Regions from separate parts of the Columba livia genome. Here region 2 is linked to region 1. Evidence: chromatin contacts called from public Hi-C data. All regions are on one chromosome and are shown on one strand. The core of a region is the stretch at or near the end of the contact, and the rest is flanking DNA. Distances in the headings are between cores, read along the strand shown.

Region 1 (5,305 bases), core at 1,120-3,619:
CTCGTGGCCTGAGCCAGAGGGTGCTGGTGGAGGCACTTCGGAGGGCCCCGACACATTGGCGAATAAAACACCGTCTTGTAAGAAGGTGACACCTTTGAGAGCCTCGAAAACGCACTGGAGATGCTTTGAACTGGGTGATACGCGCAGGAAAGTGAAGTGGGGTCACAGCCAGGCAGAAAATATGGAGTTTGAATCTGACCTAAAAACCTGAACTTGTCTCTGAGAAACGGCCCCAGCGTTGCTGTTCTGGACCAGTGACATGAACCATGTCCCCGAGTCCTCCGGGAGGAGGTTTGGTTTGCTGTGCCATTTCACTCCTCCGCAGGTACAAAGTGCATCTCTGGGTAAGAAGAAGAGGTTTATGATTCTGATTTTATAGCCTGGGTAGCAAACTCTTCGGCGTGGAGAGGCCGTGGCGCCGTGTCCGGGAGCTGTACTCACCTCTCATCTCACCTTAGGGCTTTGTGCAGCAACTACCAGTCTGCTCTGCGTACGGAAGAGCAGACAGCAGCCTCAGCCCGTGCCCTCGGGGAGGTTATTCCGTGCTTCAAATACATTTCCAAGAACACCCGCACAGAAAAAGCAAGAAAACACAGCTATAAACTGTATTCTGAAGAAGTTGTAGAATATTGTAGTCCCTAGAGCTAAACCCATGTGCTTTTGAGGCTTTTGTATAACCATTTCAAGCTCTTGCATTGGGTAAAGATTTGTTAGTAATGAAGTATATTCCCTGCATCCTTCCCTAATTTTAATCAGTTTAAAAGACTTGAATTTTTTCCTGTGTGTACATAAATTCTTCCATAGTTGGAGTCTAGGAATTAGTTACTACTGTGTGATATTTTGTACCCCAAGAGCAGCACTTGTTTGATTCTGTTACTTTATTATTTCCCCTCTTCTTCATTCTTCCCCTTATTCCCTCTTGGGTTCTTTTCAGAAAACGAAACAAAACGTTAAATCCTGTAAACATCATTTGCTGTGTAGCTTAAAAATTCACAAGCCCGGAGGTCAATTTCCCTATAAATATAGTAGCAAAAGGAGTATTTCCAACAAAGATACTAAAGGGAGATTATAGCCTCAATTTGTACGGGACAAAAGTATCTCTGCAAAACATCTAAGAAATATTACTTCCCAGGGTTATGTTAGATGAGTTGCGTTAATAGAATTGCCTTTTTTCTACTCAAAATTGGTAAGTGATGACACACAGGCTGAGGTGAGTCATGAGTCTGATACAAGGTCGCTCTGCCAGTGCGATCCTTGTGTTTCCTTTGGGAGGCAGGTGAGCAAGATCTGCTTCTCTTGCGCTTTGCACACGTTGCCATTGCTGGAGATACGTCCAAGCCGCAAAAATTGCAGGTGTGTGAGTAGACAAAATGGAATTTATTGACTTGGGTTAAAAGTGCTGTGAAGATAAGGTATATACGTTAGCACTTGAGTTAATGTCTCCGAGGGATTCCGGGATTCAGTCGGTACATGATGTTTAAATTCGAGTCTTGTGTTTGCTTTTAGTACAAGACAGAATCGTATGTTCTCACCTTTCAGTTTAAAATCGTGTTATTGTCAGTGTGTTAAGAACAAACAAAATTTGTCCAGCCGACGTACTGCTCAACTTTCATGGGAAGCCGCAAGCAGCAACAGAGGTGTTTTCAAATGTGTTTCAATTAATCTTCACATTTGATTTGAGTATGTAGAATAGTCGTTCCCCTGCCATCCCCTTCTGCGCAGGATTAGTTCCACTGGAGAAAACAAACGTTGTGTTTTGAAGCTAGTTCTGGCAGACTGGCTTCAGTTCTGTTATTTTAGATGGAGTTTATAAAAAAAAAGTGAAGGGGACATTTCAGAGTTTCCACTAGAAATACACGTAGTGTCAGCCAAAGCTGTACATGATGAATAGCTATTTAAGAATATTACATTTGACCTGGAAATCGCATTGTTTCAGTTTCAGGCCAAGGGCGTATTGTCTTGCAGACAGCGATGAGGAATCCTCCAGCGCTGGGTCTTCGGAAGAGGATGATGCTGCCGAACTGGCGGGAGAGAAGCAGGTGACTCCAGGAGCAGAAGGGTGAGCTGTGTGCCGTCTTGGTTAATCCTTCCCTCCCAAGCTCCAGACTTGGTGTAACCAATACCTTGGTCTGGCCCCGTCGTGCTCATTGTTGCTGTGTGAGTATATCCAAGCAATTAAGCAAACACAAGTCACCCATTTCTAGAGCAAAGAGCAGCAATCAGGCGGTGAGTACAGATGGAAGGAAGCTGCTCTGCAGTGCTTTCCTGTGCTGGGAGCATCGTCCACGGTGACCTGTACAGCGCTCCCTTTGACATCCCGATGGGGTTATAGAGAAAGCAGAGTCTTTGGGGCACAGAACCTGTGGGACTGTCCCCAGCGTTTTGCCTGAGCCAAGAGCAGGATTTTGTGTGTGAACTTTGAAACGCTCTGTTCATATACAGCATTATACCCACGCTGATCCTGCTGATCCCGTATTTCCAGTGTGTTTTTTTTCTCTAAGAACACAACTGTTACTCAATCCCAGCTTCTTGCTCAGGGTTTTGTGGTTTGTTGTGCTTTTGTTATTCCCCTGGAAGGCTTTGCGTGTCTCGCTGTGCAATACTGCCCTCCCGTGCCCTGCAAGAGTTTGAAAGAGAATTCCCAGCATCAGTTTTGCCACGTCATTCCTTGGTTTGGCTGCTGCCCTGATTGTTTTATTTTGCTTTATACATCTGATTGAAACAATGTCTTGCAATGAGCAATCTGTAGTAACACTGAAATGTCTCGGACAATAATGTTTCCTATGTCTGAACACATCTCAGTGATTTTTACAGGGAGTATACCAAAAGGCTCCATGACATATTGAAAATACTCATTGGAGTCTCCTCAGAGTTTTATTCCCAAAAGCTTTTGAAATCTGTGTGATGAGTTGTTGGAATTATTCCAATGGATGTGTTTTTCCATCTTTAAAAAATACAATGATCATATAAAGAACCCTTAAAGAGAACAAAGGATTTTTAAATACAATACTGAATTTCCTTACACCTCTCAAAAATCTGCATTACTGTCCTATAGAATCTTATGAGTAACTGCTGTTTAGAATTTTTATATCAAAAAGTATAATGATTTAATAGGAAATCCATGGGTGTCTTAGCAAGGTTCAAGGTAATTACCTTCATGTACTCTTTCTATTCTCCATCTAAAGGTATGTTGGAGGACATCGGACAAGTAAGATCATGAGAATCGTGGATAAAATTACTAAGTCAAAATACTTTCAGAAAGCAACAGAGACTGAATTTATTAAGAAGAAAATTGAAGAGGTGTCCAATACTCCATTGCTGCTAACAGTTGAAGTACAAGAGTGCCGAGGAACACTAGTAATTAACATTCCACCTCCACCTACTGACAGGATATGGTAAGGTGATGTTTCAGGTGTGTGTTGCCTAAGGAACTGCTGCTAAAAGGGGTTAAACCCCCCTTTTTGAAAGGGATTCTGGAAGAGATGCAATACAAACTAGTTGTAAATGAGATGAGAACTGTTATTAAGAGAACACTGGCAGTTCACACATAATAAAATCTGTTCTGTTCATAATAAAACCTGCTGTGTCTGCTCTCCTAAGGTACGGCTTTCGGAGACCTCCCTACCTGGAGTTAAAAGCTCGGCCAAAACTTGGTGAGAGAGAAGTGACTCTGGTCCATGTGACTGACTGGATAGAGAGGAAACTGGAACAAGAGTTTCAGGTGTGTTTCCGTTACGTTTTCATTTCCTTAATTGTAGTATTAACCAATTAGAGTGGTGGGGTTTTTAATTTTGTATGTCCCCTGTTTCATTCAAGACTAGTTGGTGTCCTCCACCGCTCTGGTCAGTGGAAAGAAAGGCTGTTAGGAATTCAGCTCAAACTGACTTCTGGGATGATCTCAAAACCATGTGTAGATTTGTCTAGAAATCTGGTTTAGCTCTTGCCAGCAGTATTTTAGAGCTGAAAATGCTGTTTCTTTGAAATAGGTACCATGTCAAAATTTGTGCTACTTAAATAACGACGTGATCCTAGGTGTTCTTAGATGACAAGAAGGCCAAACTGTTGTCTAGAATTAAGAACTGATGAGGCAGTAAGGTGTCGTGTTACTATTTCCTTTAAAATGATAATTTTTAGAAATCGCATTGACTGTCGTGCAAAATGGGGAAAAAACCTACAAATTTACAAATACTTGTAGGATAGGAAAACAGCTGACTGTCCAGATTAATTCCAGACCCCAGCCTGTACAATCAACCAGAGACCAAATGTGCTTATTTCATTATAAGTAGTTTGAAGGTGTGTGGGCACGAGCTGAGAAGGCAGCAGAGTTCAGAAAAGTTGGTACATTTCCTGTAGTGCTATTCGAATTTAATGGAAAGTACAAAGTTTGTATTTCTGAGCTTCATCTACAACCGTAACACAGCTAAATGGCCTCAGTACAGGCATCGACTCAAATAATGCTGGACGCAGGAACCTTTTATCTGGAAATGACGAAGCCAAGGTTTCAAGTGGCATATGAAATGTAACTTAATTGCCTCTCTTTTCACAGAAAATCTTTGTCATGCCAAACATGGATGATGTTTATATTCCTTTAATGCACTCGGCCATGGATCCCCGCTCCTCCACGTGCCCTCCTAAAGACCAGGTCGCCGAGGCGCCCGATCAGCCGTGACGCGCGAAGACTCTTGCAGTTTACAGTATTACGAAAGTTATTCTCATGGTTTTATAAACTGTGCTGTAGTTCTCATCCCTGTGCCACTCTGCCCCCAAGGACCGCCCGTATCCAAACCTTTGTGCTCACTTGCCTGGTGGTTGTTCTGTGCACTTCAGCCACATGAAGTCTCATTCCATTAAGCAGTTGATTTACTTTTGGGTTTTAACGGGGAGGCTGAGATGACCTGTTCTCTGGGGGAGGGAGGAGGAACCGAACTGTAATAGATCAAGGAGCTTATCAACACACCTTTTGTTCAGCTTATGTTTTCATGCTTTGTTAATGTGCATTAAAGCGTTGAAAAGTTGTTTGGCAGCAAAGGAACTGCATGCCAAATGGAAAAAAGTCCTAAATAAGGAATGAATTTATAAAACTGGAAGAATATTTTTCTTTCTCAGGCAGTTGGAGGTGTAGAATGAACTGTTTTATGTTCTTTCACTTCTGCAGTCAATAGCTTGTGTCAAGCAATCGAAATACGAAATGCTTTCAGGATAAAAGAATGTAAATTGGATGTATAGGTAATATTGTGATTCAATGTGGTATATACATATTACTTTTTTCATACAGAACTTGTGCTTTTTTTGGGAAGCAAGTAGC
Region 2 (5,305 bases), core at 1,815-4,314, 38 kb before region 1:
GACGCCTGAGAGAAATCAGTGTGAATTCACAGCATTCAAACTATTTGACCTGGGCTGCACTGTCAGTACATTCCCTGGGAACAGGTCTACCTCTGGGGGTCACCTTGGCAGCACGGTTTAGCTCTGCAGGCCCTGCTGACCTTGTTTTAGCTTGTTCTGTGAATCCACTTGACCTCTTGGCAGCCACGAGAGAGGCCCGTGCTCTTGCCCTTCTACCAGAACATCAGCCCACAGGGAGACAGGTGGAGGTTGGAACCTCCTCTGTCTCTGGAAATGTGTCTTCTCTGAGCGTGTACAAGGACCTGATGTGAGGAGAGGTATAGAGCTGCGTCTCTGCAGATACGTGGCAATCTAGAAACCTTTAATAAATTAGAAAAAAAATATATATATAGAGAGAGAGGGAGATCACAGGACAAATGAGAAGATCTATCCTCAGCTCAGCTTTAAAAAAGAAGCAGCAATACAAAGCCAAACAAAAACACACAAAGAAGCAACCAACCACAAAATACTGTGCTTTAGCACAGGAAGCAACAAGAGCTCAGAGCTTGTGCAGGTCCCTGGGGGGTTTCAGAGCAGGGCTGGAGCTGCGCGCGGAGGGCCGGCTGGGCAGGCTCTGCAGGGACAATATGACCTGAGATCAGTGGGTGGGGAGCAGTGGAGGACGAGATGGGCAGATTTGCGACTTACAGAGTGCAGGTCCAAAGACAACAGTGAAGCCATCGGGCAGGAGAAGAACTGGGAGGTGCTGAGGACGCTATCGTTTCGGTGTTTCACAAGCAGAGACACGCTGCAGAAGGAGTGTGGCGTTAGGAACCTCAGACTGTCCTCTGTGCCCACAGGCAGAACCAGCGGAAGCTCACCGGGAAGCCTCGGCCTCTTGAGTTCTTGTTGGGTTGCTGTACGCACTGAGCGGGCAGGGGATCTTCTTTGTTTTTGCCACGCTAAGCCTCTTTCCATCGTGTTTAATATCATACAGATAACAAACAAAATAACAGCCAGATAACAAACGCACGTATGCCAAGATTCATGTGTTCAGGCACAGCTGCTGCCTCAATTATTTTAAGGCTTCTCAGCAGCAAATTGCAAGCAGGCCTGTCCGGCAGTTCTTGGGTCTTCCCCAGGAGATCAGACAGCAATGAGAGGTTTGTGAAAACCATGTGGAAACCCAAATCTCATGTAATGTTCTTTTCTCACAGAAGTACAAGCTTTAAACTGTCCTGAGCTATGAAATTCTGATGGGGGCATTACAGAGAAATGAACTGAGCCTCGCAGTGGCTCGGGAGAGAAATATTACTTCTTATTTTACAGCCTGCTCAAGAACTGCTTTTAAAAGGCATTTAAATTTCTTCCTCACATATTCCAAAAGATTAAAGTCATTTTTTTCAAAAGTAGCTCCTGATTATAGATTGCTACTTCTAGAACCTGCAGGCCTGTTGTTTCTCAGAGTTGCTGCATATTTATACGTAGGATACCGAAATATTAAAAATAAATAAGCAATACTTTATTCTCTTGTCTTGCAGGATGGGTGGAAGATAAATTATCCAACAAAAGGATTTACTCTTGCAGCACCGAATGTTTCAGAACTTCAAAGACTCTTCCTTTTTCTTTCTTCCATCTGGTTGGGACTTGCCTTTAGAAGAGGATTCCCAAGAGGCCATAACACCATGAAGCTCAGAGGCAGGTAAGTGGCCAGACACAGCTTGTGCCTGGCTTTTCCTAGTGGGCAGATCCAGCCTTTGCTCAACACGTGTCACGCTATGGGAGAAGCCTCTGCCGAGCACCTGAGTTCAGGTGCAAAAATATTTATCTTGAGGCCAAGTCTTGTAGGCCATATGTTGCCCAGGTTAGGTGCGAATAGTGGGCAGGAAGAGCTTCAGAAATTCTAGCAAATTGTTTATAGTTTAGCATAGCTAAAACAAACCCATCAGTCACAGTTTTAGCCATAGTCTTTGTTTGTGCGGGAAAAACCTGTTGTAAAAACAACCAACCAACCAACTGTTATCTTTAGACTTTGGACATGCTAACACGAGCTGTATATAATGACTCAAAGGTCTGCCTATATAGTGACAGCTATGAAACGAAACCTATCCCAGATGATGGAATATACTTGTATGTATATTTAAAACACAACATTGTCGTTTTAATTAAAAAAAAGGGTCTGCAGAATAGAAGCAATCCAGCGATAATCACACAATGCAGTCTTGCCCCGCTCTTAGGGTAGCTAAGGCCAACATCAATCTGAGCCGGTGTAGATGTTGTAATCTCATTATTAACTGCCTTCAGAAGCAAGAGCAATTAAGTGAAGGGTAAAAGCAGTGGTAACGCTGTGATTTATTGCATGAGACCATTTTTGGGAAAACAACCTTTTGACAGGGAGAATTTTTTTCCTCAGTCTGCTTCAAATTGGGAAATACGAAAAGCAAATAAAACAACCTCTGACATGGTATGTTTGGTAGGATAACTGCCTAGTTGTTTGGGTAACGTAATTTTTGGCCGTTTGTATAACTCCTTGACACCAAACAGCTTTGTCTGCTTGCATACCCATTTCCTGCAGGCAGCAGCTCCTTCTATGAAATGATTTAGTCGGAGATGCCAGGAGTAAACATTCACCTGCAATACCTATGCATGAGTTCATAAGAAAAACCCCAAGCAAACAGTGTTTTCCTGGAACTGGCTGCTTATAGATGCGGTCAATGCAAAAATGAAGAATTGGGAGGTTTAACACCAGCGCTGGCGGCAGAGAACGGCCCGCGATGTCAATGGCCTCACAAACCCGGGCCACTTGTTTTTCATGGACGTTTTCCAAGTGACCGGGAAAGGCCACAATTTCACAGCCCCTGTGTTGGCCATTTACTGTTTCCCGGAGCGGCTCCTCGTTTGGGGAGGCGCTTCCTCGTGCCACCTCTGACCGGCTGCCTCAAACTTCGGCAGCGTGCTGCCCGCCGGAGCCACCACCCGAGTCCCCCCCCCGGGGCGACCCCCGGCCCGGCCGCCCCTTCCCCTCGCAGCGCCGCAGCCCCGCCGGCCGCCCCCGCCCCGCCCCGCCCCTCCGGCCGGCGCTGCGGCGGCTCGGGCAGGCCCGGCCCACCGCGGGGCCCGGATTGGCGGCGCCGGGCAGCGCGGCCGCCTCCCCTCCTGCTGCCGCCGCCCGGCGCGGCGCTGGTGGCGCGGGCCGGGGGACGCCGGGGCCGCGCCGGGCAGTGCCATGAGCCGCGGATAAGGTAGGCGAGGGCAGGGCGGGCTGCGCCGCTCCGCCTGGGCCCGCTCCGGGCAGACCGCGCGCTCCCCGCCGCACCCGCCGGGGCGGGAAGCGCCGCCGCAGCAGCGCCCGGCGTGAGGCGCGGGAGCCCGGCGGGCTCCGCCGGTGTGCGCGGGGCTGGGGGCAGGAGGGAAGGAAGGGGCGTCCGGCGGCCGAGGGAGGCGGGCCGGGCCTAGAGCGGGCCGGGAGGCGGCTCCTGGGGAGCGGCCGGGCCCGGGCAGGGGCTGATGGCGGCCGTGAGGGGCCGGCGGGCGCTGCTGTCGGGCCGGCCGCGGGGAGCCCGGGGGGTCGGGTCGGTCCTGGGGCTGCCTCTGGGTGAGCCGTGCTGGGCCGGGCCGGCCGGGGCTGGGCGAGGGGTTATTTTTGGGCACGGTCGGCGCGATGGAGTGAACGTCCCCTTTCCCTCAGTGTAACTGAGGTGACGGTTTGGCTGAGGAAGGGTTTGCAGTTTGGCAGGAGCTCTGCTGAACTACGAGTGGTACCTTAAAAACAAGCAACAGAGGAAACAGCGGTAACGTTTTTCTTTCTGGAACTGGGGGAGGGTTTCTAGTTGGCTTTTAGTATCAAAAGCGAGAGATTTTCAGTCTCCTAGAATTGTTTCCTTCTCTCTTGTCCTATGTGCCCGTTCTTTAGTTTCTGCCTCTCTTTTAATTCTCAGTATCATTTGTATTTTATCTCACTGCTGCAGTTCAGTGTCTAAATCCATTTACATCTCCTCAGCATGTGCTAAAGTTCCTTCCAAATGTCTGTGCTCAACTTCTTGATGATTTGTATCTGTCAGCAAATGTCTTAAGGAACTCCAGTCCGTAATTTAGGAGAGTTAAGTTTACAGCCGAGTTTAAATTGAACTTCTGTACGTAACTTCGATATTGCAACTGTAAGATAAATTGGTGTAAGACTTCAGTGCTGTAAGATTATCTTCTGTTAAGATGCTTTGTCATACTCCTCTGTCTTCACACAACTCCTCTTTCAAGATGATCTTGCCTGCAGAACTCGAGGAAAAACAAGGCAGGCTCACAGTCTCAGGGGCGTATTTTTTTACAGAAGATGTATCTTTTTTAAAAATAACTTCATATTCCTTAGCTCTGTATAAAATTGAGGCAGTGTGAGTATCCTGTTCCAATTTTCTGTGCATTTTAAATGTGCTAAATTAGAGGTAAAGCACTTTAACTTAAGCAAAAGAAAGCAAACCAATGTTTTTGATGTTAGAATTGACTTTTAAAGACTGACATAATGTTCTTTTATGATACATGAGAGGTTACTGTTCTGGTTGACTTCAAAGCTGATCCAACAAGCTGCTCTGTTGTGGGTGGCAAGTTTTTGATGCTCCGAGTAGGTGCTGAGGTTTGAGGCGGCGTTTCTAAGGCAGGGCAGGGTAAGGTCCTTTCTCTATCGAGCAAAAGACCAAGAAGGTAATTCTGTGCTCAGTGGTGTCTTATACTGGACTCTGCCGGTATACTGTATCCCCTGTGAATTGTATTGGTAAGCTGACTACTTGTGAACTTTGCTCTTGATCCGTGCGAATAACTTATTTAAATGGCCTATATTGCTTGTCCAGAAAAGAAAATCAGTTAATGAAATCCACAGTGAAAACGTGAAGACACAGCCCAATAGAATACATATATTAATGCATACTTCTTTTTACATGAAAACAACGCTTAGTAGTTTCAAATATTAATAGCAAATGCTTAGTTTTTTCTAACTAAAGAACTTCTAAGCCAGTTGTTTTAGAAAGTGGAGAATGTGGAGAAGGAAACCTTGACAGAATGTATGATACCAATAATTTCCTTGTTGGGGTAGATGTGTAAACAAAGTAATGGAAGGCAGGGAAACTTGTCTGGTAAATAAAAGGTTAAAGTAACCAAAATAAATGGAAAATCATGTAGCTAGAGGACTGAAGATGCATTGTATTCCAACAGCTTCTTAGCTGATAGATTTGGGGATTGTGCTGCTCTAACCTCACCTCTCTGTGCGAACTCAACCAAATCCATGAGGCTTCTCTTGTAGTGTGTCCGAAAGGCCACCAGCCGTATATTGTGTGAGTGT

What was found. Hi-C and Micro-C count contacts between places; a contact is called where the count stands out from the background.
Region 2: a Hi-C map of crop shows a contact between it and region 1, with 3 times the contacts expected there. The contact joins the promoter of TEX2 here to the enhancer-like site in region 1. A contact is called at or near these places in 2 of 2 Hi-C or Micro-C datasets (crop and liver).

The regions. Positions count from the first base shown.
Region 1 is chr18:10,468,290-10,473,594 of bColLiv1.pat.W.v2, reverse strand. It overlaps TEX2 (testis expressed 2), which reads left to right. Exons shown (of 12, transcript XM_065034115.1): 9 at 1,937-2,059; 10 at 3,186-3,395; 11 at 3,601-3,721; 12 at 4,547-5,305. The coding sequence ends at 4,669. Among named protein-coding and RNA genes, the nearest start is that of ERN1, 6.6 kb to the right of the region's middle. Within about 2 kb of position 2,369, at least 1 of the 3 cell types and tissues checked has an H3K27ac peak away from gene starts, as active enhancers do.
Region 2 is chr18:10,506,901-10,512,205 of bColLiv1.pat.W.v2, reverse strand. TEX2 (testis expressed 2) reads left to right here and starts at 3,064. Exons shown (of 12, transcript XM_065034115.1): 1 at 3,064-3,221.